Regions from separate parts of the Callithrix jacchus genome. Here region 1 is linked to region 2. A link is a contact called in public Hi-C data. All regions are on one chromosome and are shown on one strand. The core of a region is the stretch at or near the end of the contact, and the rest is flanking DNA. Distances in the headings are between cores, read along the strand shown. Region 1 holds the start of RHOG (ras homolog family member G). Region 2 overlaps STIM1 (stromal interaction molecule 1).

What was found. A called contact is a pair of places that touch in the nucleus more often than the background predicts.
Region 1: a Hi-C map of skeletal muscle shows a contact between it and region 2, with 3 times the contacts expected there. The contact joins the promoter of RHOG here to the enhancer-like site in region 2. A contact is called at or near these places in 3 of 3 Hi-C or Micro-C datasets (induced pluripotent stem cells and skeletal muscle).

What each region holds. Positions count from the first base shown.
Region 1 is chr10:69,265,917-69,270,017 of calJac240_pri, reverse strand. RHOG (ras homolog family member G) reads left to right here and starts at 1,432. Exons shown (of 3, transcript XM_009007510.5): 1 at 1,432-1,497; 2 at 2,154-2,234.
Region 2 is chr10:69,512,118-69,516,334 of calJac240_pri, reverse strand. It overlaps STIM1 (stromal interaction molecule 1), which reads right to left. Exons shown (of 14, transcript XM_078340350.1): 7 at 919-1,096. Among named protein-coding and RNA genes, the nearest start is that of RRM1, 30 kb to the left of the region's middle. Within about 2 kb of position 2,099, at least 3 of the 16 cell types and tissues checked have an H3K27ac peak or open chromatin away from gene starts, as enhancers often do. A contact at or near this core is called in skeletal muscle, where this site is marked.

The DNA.
Region 1 (4,101 bases), core at 183-2,682, 250 kb after region 2:
AAAAAAAAGGCCGGGTGCAGTGCTTCATGCCTGTAATCCCAGCATCTTGGGTCTTCTACACCTGTTCTCATGTTATCTTTACAACTATGGGGTGAAATATAATGATTCTATTTTACCAAAGAGGCTTAGAAAAGTTAAATTATTTATTCCCGAAATCAATCCTTTTTATTTGAAAAGCCTCTGGAAGACAGGGATCCGTTTTTTTTTTTTTTTTTCAGATGGAGTTTTGCTTTTGTTGCCTAGGCTGGAGTGCAACAGCAGGATCTCGGCTCACAGCAACCTCCGCCTCCCGGGCTCAAGCGATTTTCCTGCCTCAGCCTCCTGAGTAGCTGGGATTACAGGCATTCGCCACCATGCCCAGCTAATTTTGTATTTTTAGTAGAGATGGGGTTTCTCCATGTTGATCAGGCTGGTCTTGAACTCCCGACCTCGGGTGACCCGCTCACCTCAGCTTCTCAAAGTGCTGGGATTAGGCGTGAGCCACCGCGCCCGGCCTGGGATCCTGTCTTAAACGCTGTTTTTCTTAACAGCACCTAGCACGGAGCTCTCCATGTAGTAGGCGCTTAGAAACTTTGTGCTGAAGTAAAGATGCGTATTCCCAAGTCAAAGCTCCAAGCGCAAGGCCTGGGAACTGAAGCACCAGAGGGCGCCCACGAGCCCACCCACCCGCGGGTCCCCAGGGCCCAAGCCGGACCTCAGGCCTGGGTGCAGCCCTTTAGCCCCAAGCAGCTGGGCACCCCAGCACAACAGGGACGAGGGGGGCCCCCACGTCCTCCGTCCGCCCCGCCCCCCCTCAGAGTCAGGCCACGCGGAGCTGCTGGGTGCCGAACGACGACTAGACATCCTGTTTTGGGGGCCCGCGGCTCTGACGGCGCCTCTACTGATCTTTTCTTTCCCCTGGGTGCTGACGCCAGCTCCTCTCCCCCCACCCCCGAGTCTCCCCACTCTCCCCAGGGGTCTGGGGCCTTCCCACTGCTGAATCACCACCACCCCGCACTCCCCCGGGGCTCGGGCAGGGGTGGGGACTGCCCCAGCCTCGGCCACCACTCGATCCTTGGGGTTGGCTGAAGGCGCCGGGCCCAGGGCGCCTTTCTCAGCATCTTCCCGCGGAGGCTGGTGGGGGCAGAACGGGGGGAAGAGGACCAACGCCTAGCGCCTAGGGTAGGGCCTCCGCTGGGGTGGGGTGGCCAGGAGGAGGCGGAGAGACCTGACCTTGGAAGACCTGACTTGCGGGCCATAGGGGCAGTGGGCTGTGTGAGGGAAAGCGGCGAGCCCGGGAATGGGCCGGGGGCGAGGCTGGGGGCGGGACGGGGCTGGAGAGGGGGAGACCGGCCCTCGGACTTCCTGGTCGGGCCCCGCCCCGCCCCGCCCCCGCCCCGCCGGCCCGCCCCCCCTCCCCCCCCGCCACACTTCCTCCGGCCTCCCGCTCTCACTTCCTTCTCGAGCCCGGAGCCGCTGCCGCCGCCCCCAGCTCCCCCGCCTCGGGGAGGGCACCAGGTGAGGCCGGGCCGGGGTTGGCGGTCAGGGGTCCGGGGGAGGGGAGCCTGGCCGGCCCAGGACTCGGCGCGGGCGCCGGCCCATGAGTTAGTTGGCGGAGGCCGCGGGCGGGAGCTTCTCGGCTCAGTCCAAGTAGGGCGGGGCGGGGACGGGGCCACTGCGAGCCGGCGGAGGCTCGGCGAGGGTGGGTTCCCGGCGGTAGTGCCGCCTCTCGGGAGCCGAGAGGAACCCCTGAGGTCGGAGGGTCCCGGGTTCCGAGAGAAGTGTCTCTGAAGTGGAAAAGCTCAGAGCTGGGAAATGGAACTCAGGTGGGGTGTCCTCAGAAGTTGGAGGGGTGTTGAGCAGTGCGTGAGGGGAGAGGGCTTCTGGGCTGGAGAAGGCGCGCCCTCTGCTCCGGCATTTGTGACATTTGTGGGGGTAAGAAGGGGCGGTGTCTCTTCGGAGAGCCTCCGAAGCTCTCTCCGTTAAGATCGATGCTAATCTAGACCCACACTCGGGCTGCAGCCCGAAGGCCTTCTGCACTCCGGAGGACCGGGGTTGGGGTGGGGGGAGCCACGCCGACCCCAGTCGTTCTCTGTATGTCTGTTTTCCTGAGTCCCAGCCTCACCTGGAGCCAAACAGTAGGTATTTAGTGAGTAAACATCTGCTCTTCCTAGCTGACCAGAGCCTGGCCTTGCTCTTTTGGGAGAAACCTCGTTTTCCCCTGTGACTGGAGGTGGAAGGACTCTCATTCAGAGGTACTGACAGTCCCTGACAAGTTTTTGTTGTGGCTTTTGGGGACAATTGAGAACCATTTTTCCTCTTCATTCTTAGGCCCAAAATTATACACATGCTCCTATTGTCTTCCTCCACACCTTCTTTAGTTTCTACCCACAAATCCGCCATCACTCTTTTCTCATTCCTTTCAGTCTCTTCCACCAAACATAGTCATACCTAGGCCTTGACCTCTCTTCACCTACCCTGCCCCGTGTTCATCTTGGTCCTCTGCGGCTGGCCCCATCCCATCTCTTCCCTTCCCAGCTCTGGCGCCCACACACATACACCCCCTTGCTTCTTCCATCACCCCTCATTGCTCTTGAATCCTCAGCCTGTCACCCTCTGTCCATCTCCTTCCTTCCCACCCACTTAGCTGCAGCTTCGAGATCAGGATCTGCTGTAGAAGACTTAGTGAGTTTGAGAGTCTTTTTGAACCTCCCTATCTTTGAGAGGCAGTCTGCAGCCTTCGAGTGATAGAGATGAAAACGTGTGTGTGTGTGTGTGTATCTACATCTTTATCTCTTAGAGACAAAATAACTGCCCTCAGCCTTGAGAGGACCCAGAGCAAGGGAAGCCAGCATAATGAAGGGAACCTGCAGTGAGTGAGGTTGTGGTTAGGCAGGAGGAAGCAGTCTGTAGCAGTCAGAGTAGGGTGACAGAGGAGTAAGACTGGTAAGAGAGGCCATGGGAAATCAAAATCACCCTGACACCTGGTGTTTGACTACAGGGACAGGCCTGGAACCTGGGAGATAGCCTGAAGTTCCCTGATTCCAGTACCTACTAGTTCCAGCCTCACCTGGTGGAAAGAATGGGACCAGCTGGGTGTGATGGAAATAAAGAGAGAAGGCAAAGGCAGGATTCTGGAGGGAAGACTATAGCTGGTCTAACTTCAGTGTTAACTGTTTTAGTTTTGAATTAAGAAGCAGGTGAGGCAAAGGTGCCTGCCCCTTCTTTCCTGCTGCCTTCTGGGGCCTGCCCAGGCTGTGTACCCACATGCCCTGCTCTGCATCAGGGCCTTAGTGACCAGGAAGTCCTCTAGAGTTCTACTGATTCCTCTGCTTTTAGGCATCCTTAATATTCCCATCTCACCTAGGACCCTATTCCTTCTCAGGAATTCCTCCCAGATTTATTTTCAGTCCATCCAGACTATGGAAACTCTTGTTTCCACTCTAAAGCTCCTTCCTCAAGCTTTTGGGGTGCATGCTGAGGATCTTGCTTCTCTCTACCTCCTCCAGTCATCTGTATTCATTTCTCTCTACTAGAAAAAAAGAGAAGTAGGTTGGCACGGGGGCTCACGCCTGTAATCCCAGCACTTTGGAAGGCCGTGGCATGTGGATCACCTGAGGTTGGGAGTTTGAGACCAGCCTGACCAACACGAAGAAATCCTGTCTGTACTAAAAATACAAAATTAGCCGGGTGTGGTGGCACATGCCTGTAATTCCAGCTACTCAGGAGGCTGAGGCAGGAGAATCTCATGAACCTGGGAGGAGGAGGTTGCAGTGAGCTGAGATCGCACCATTTCACTCTAGCCTGGGCAACAAGAGTGAAACTCTGTCTCAAAAATAAGGAAAAAAGAGAAGTAGAGGGGAGCAAGTGATACAGCTAAATTTAAGGGCTCTCCTCGTTCCCCATTCTGTCATCTTCCCATGTCATAGTCGTCCCTCTCCCCTGAATTGTTCCTTTTTTCAGTCCTGCCCTTCCACCCACCTGTCTTTCCTCCCATTTCTTGAAGGTACAGAAGTTTGGCTCCAGGAAAAAAAATCCCAGGGACCTACATAAAAAGCCCAGTTCAGGGAAGGAGGTATATACAAGGCACTTTCCCAGCATCACAGCTGGCAAACCCATATT
Region 2 (4,217 bases), core at 850-3,349:
TGCCTCAGCCTCCCAAGTAGCTGGGACTACAGGTGCACACCACCACGCCCAGCTAATTTTTGTATTTTTAGTAGAGATGGGTTTTCACCATGTTGGCCAGGAGGGTCTCGATCTTTTGACCTCGTGATCCGCCCGCCTCGGGCTCACAAAGTGCTGGGATTACAGGTGTGTGCCACTGCGCCCGGCCCAGGAACAGTGAATTTCTTACAACTGCCATCATAAAACTGGTTCCTAGATGTCAGGAAGCACACTGACTGACTGACTGACTGACTGACTGACTGACTGGCACTCTTTTCACAGCCAAATCTTCCGCCATAGTTTTGAAGTCATATTTTATTTCAACGGAATCCCAGACCATCTGAGTTAGAAGTGTTCTCCAAGGAGAGTTTAGCATTCTCCTAGGTCAATCCCTTCATATTACCAATGAGGACATAAGTCCTGGGAGGGAAAGAGATTTAACCAAAGTCATACAGCAAGTCAGTGTTGATCAGATTTAGATTCCATGTAAGAAAGAACTAAGGACAGTAAGAAGGAAGGTCTGTGAAGTTTCTTTGGGGAACAGTAAAGAACAATTAATTATATCTATTTATATGCTAAGAGAAGCAGTCCAGAGACAGGATGAAGTTAGAATGACCTCCTAACAAATGATGGGAAGCTCAAGACCTCTGGCAGCTACACATTCCTCCCTCTGAAGCTAAGAAGCAAAAAAGATAGAAACAAGCTTCTTCCCAGGAGGAATAACTGCCCAGGATAATTGGAATATCACCCTAGAGTTGCAATACACTTTTGGAAGGATGACACAGCCTGGGCTGCCATGTTGGCAAGGTCTCAGGGTCCGAGTGGCTAATACCCAGGTGGAAATGGGAGGTTCCCAAGAGATGGCAGGGCCTTACCTTTCCTGGAGGGGCAGGGCCTTACCTTTCCTGAAGGTCATGCAGACTCTGCTCAGCTCGGTGTAACCCCTCCAAGTCTTTCATCATCTTCTTCATGTGCTCCTTGGAGTAGCGGTTCTGGATATAGGCAAACCAGCAGCCGCCCACACCAATAACGATAGACACCACCAGCATAAAGTCCTTGAGGTGATTATGGCGGGTCACTGCCAGAGAGGGGAGGACATGGTGAGTCAGGGTGCCCACTGCACACTTAGCCTTGCAAACTCCACTGCATCCCTCCTCTATGAAGCCCTCCATGACAGACACACTTTCCCACTGAGGAGGATTTAGTTTCTCTTCTTAGACACATACTTGCCATACACTATTATAGTAAGCTCTGTGTCTGTCTCTCTGCTAGCCAAGGCTTTGTTTAGAAATGAGAAGCCTTATAGCAATACGAAATGCTTATTAAATCACACTTCCATAAGATGCAGTGAAGACGAGAGAACCAGTGCCTTCTCAATATACCTCAGCCATCTCTCGGCTAGGATGAGCCCATATGCCCAGATGTAGTGTCTTCCGTCCTACAGGGTAGGCAATTCTTAAGTGCTACAGCAGGTAAATGGAGATGGCTGGTATAAAGGATATAAAGCAACGTCACCAGAGCCTCAGGTCTGGCTATAGGACTGAAATCACTATAGGAACTAGGTCTCCTGGACTACCAGGCCATTCTTGGCACAGATCAGGGAAAGGTCCAGAAGTCTCAACCAATGGAGAACATTTCTAGGCTATTGTAAAATCCAGAGACTAGGTAGAACAGGATAGCATCAAGAGATTGGTATGATGAGACATTATACCTATCAACAATTGAGGGCCAGTGCTATTTCCAGAGAACACCTGGTAGCAATTCAGTGAAGCACAAGGGCCCCAGCCATCAGTTGGGATTCAAAGAACGCCCAGTGTCCAGAGCAAAACTTAAATGCTAAACAAAAAAAAGACACCAAAAGATAAAAAGCAAAAGCCATATCCTAAAAACTTAGCCAGTCAGGACAGAGGCACTTCTGAAACTAACATTGTTCCTGGTGTACCAGATCTGGGCTCTGTGCCACAGCACAAGAGACTTGAAAGGGGCATTATAAGGAGACGGCTGTCAGGAGACAGAAATTCTCTGTCTAGGTCGTGCTGTGGGCTCAGAGGAGCCCTAGATGTGAGAGTCAGGGAAAGAGGAAAAAAAGAGTTTTTGCCAGGGCTAATGACATAACTGTGTACAGTAAGTTGCCCTTAGACAGCTAAGGAGGAGGTAAGACTGGCATGATCCTTGGACAGAGTAAGGATATGGGGCCGGTGGAAATCCAAAAGGACCCAGGTAGAGCCACCAAGTTAAGGGAGGGTCAAGACACCAGAAAAAGAAACCATATGATACTGATGCCCATATTTGACAAAAAGAGTTAATATTATAGCTCCTTACAGAAAGGCTAAACAGCAGAAAATGAGGATGAGATGGGACCAAAGACAGATTAACACATCCTATTTCCACTCAAGGGAGGGGAGTTACTAGGTCAGAGTGGTGGCCATGTCACTCATATGTTTATTCCAGGCTCTCTGAAAGAAAACTGAGGGTCCTCTAGTGGCTATCCCCTAGCCTCCAGGCAGGCTACAAGTCTAGCCATACTCAAGCCCTCACTCTCCTGTCTTTCAGGTTCCAAGAGGAGATATTTCTGCAGCACAGTGAGTTGCCTTCCTTTCTAGAACATACCTGCCTCCTCCACAACCACTACCAGAGCCTGGGGTACTCTTCGTCTCCCCTATTTGTTAAGGACTTTTAATCTTTGTTTCCTAGGGTTTCTCAACTTCAATATCCCCTTTATATTCTTACCAAAAGTCAACGGTATCCTTGTTCAAACAAGACTCCATGCAACAAGCACCTTCCCCTATTCCAATACTTCAGAGTACTTAAGGTGGGCATGCAAATTGGGCCCAGTAATTTCATTTGGTTTCTTATTCTACCTTATCCAGGTCAATTTGGAATCAGATCTATTATTTTTCCCAGCTTCATATTCTCATCCAAGTCATGAATAAGAATACTGAATAACCAAGGCCAAGGATAAGGTCTAACAGTGAGTCCCTCCCTCTAAGGTAATATTGTTTCTATCACCTATCAGTACCCACTGGATTCCTCCAACCAGTTTTGACTCTACTTAAATATACAAATATCCATCCTATCCAATCCTCTGCCTTGTCAAATGCATAGCTAAAGTCCAGAAATATTACAGGCCACATCCATGAGCTACCAAGCCTGGTAGGAAGAAGATGCGTCTAACATGGTTGATTTACTCTTTAAGGTTCCTAGTGATCATCACTGGACTATATATGCCAGTGCACAGTGTATAACATCAACCAGCATACAGAAGTCATTCAATAAATCTTAGAAGGATTGATTCTTTACTAACAAGCTTCAAGTACAATAATATCTCCCTTCCCTTAATCCATACAAAAAAGGAAGGGAAATAGAGAAAATATAAAACCTATCAGGAATTTATATTCATCATTTCTTATCCTCACAACTACTAGGTAAAATAGGTTATTAGTATTCCCATTCTGTAGACCAAAAAACTGAGATTCTGTAAGGGATACTGACTTGCTAGAGTTCATAAAAAGTGACACAGCTGGGTTTAAATCCAGATTTACCCAACTACATTGTCTTTCTGCTACACCACACTTCCTCATTACAACTTTCATATTCACACAGCAAATATTGTTTCTGTTTTGTTACAAGCAAACATGTCTTACAGTGGAGATGTCTATATGGCCCTGATCTAGCTCAAGCTAGATTCTTGGAACTCTTGACACTAAGAGTTCCAGGACCTGAGTTTTCCCCCACACAATATCCTGTAAACTGATAGTGGCATTGCAGTCAGAGCAGTGAAGACCCAAAGGCCAAATAATCAGGCCTTAAGATTAAACATAAGGTCTGTGTACAGAAATTCTTGTGCTATCAAGGGAAGTATCCCACACTAAGTATTAGGAAGCCTGATTCTATGCTTGCCTCTGTCCCAATTGGTTATGAAATTTGCTTCCCCTATCTAGACCTCAGCTTCCTCAGCTGTAAAATGCAATACCACAGAATTACTAAAGAGACAGAACGGGTGATTACTAACAAGACTGAATGTGTAGGTATAAATGACAGCACTGTGAGGTGTCTTAGAAATATTCAGATGGACATACCAGGAGATAATTAAGAATGTGGATGTGAGCCGGGCATGGTGGCATACAGCTATAATCCCAGCACTTTGGGAGGCTGAGGTGGGGGGAATCACCTGAGGTCAGAAGTTCGAGACCAGTCTG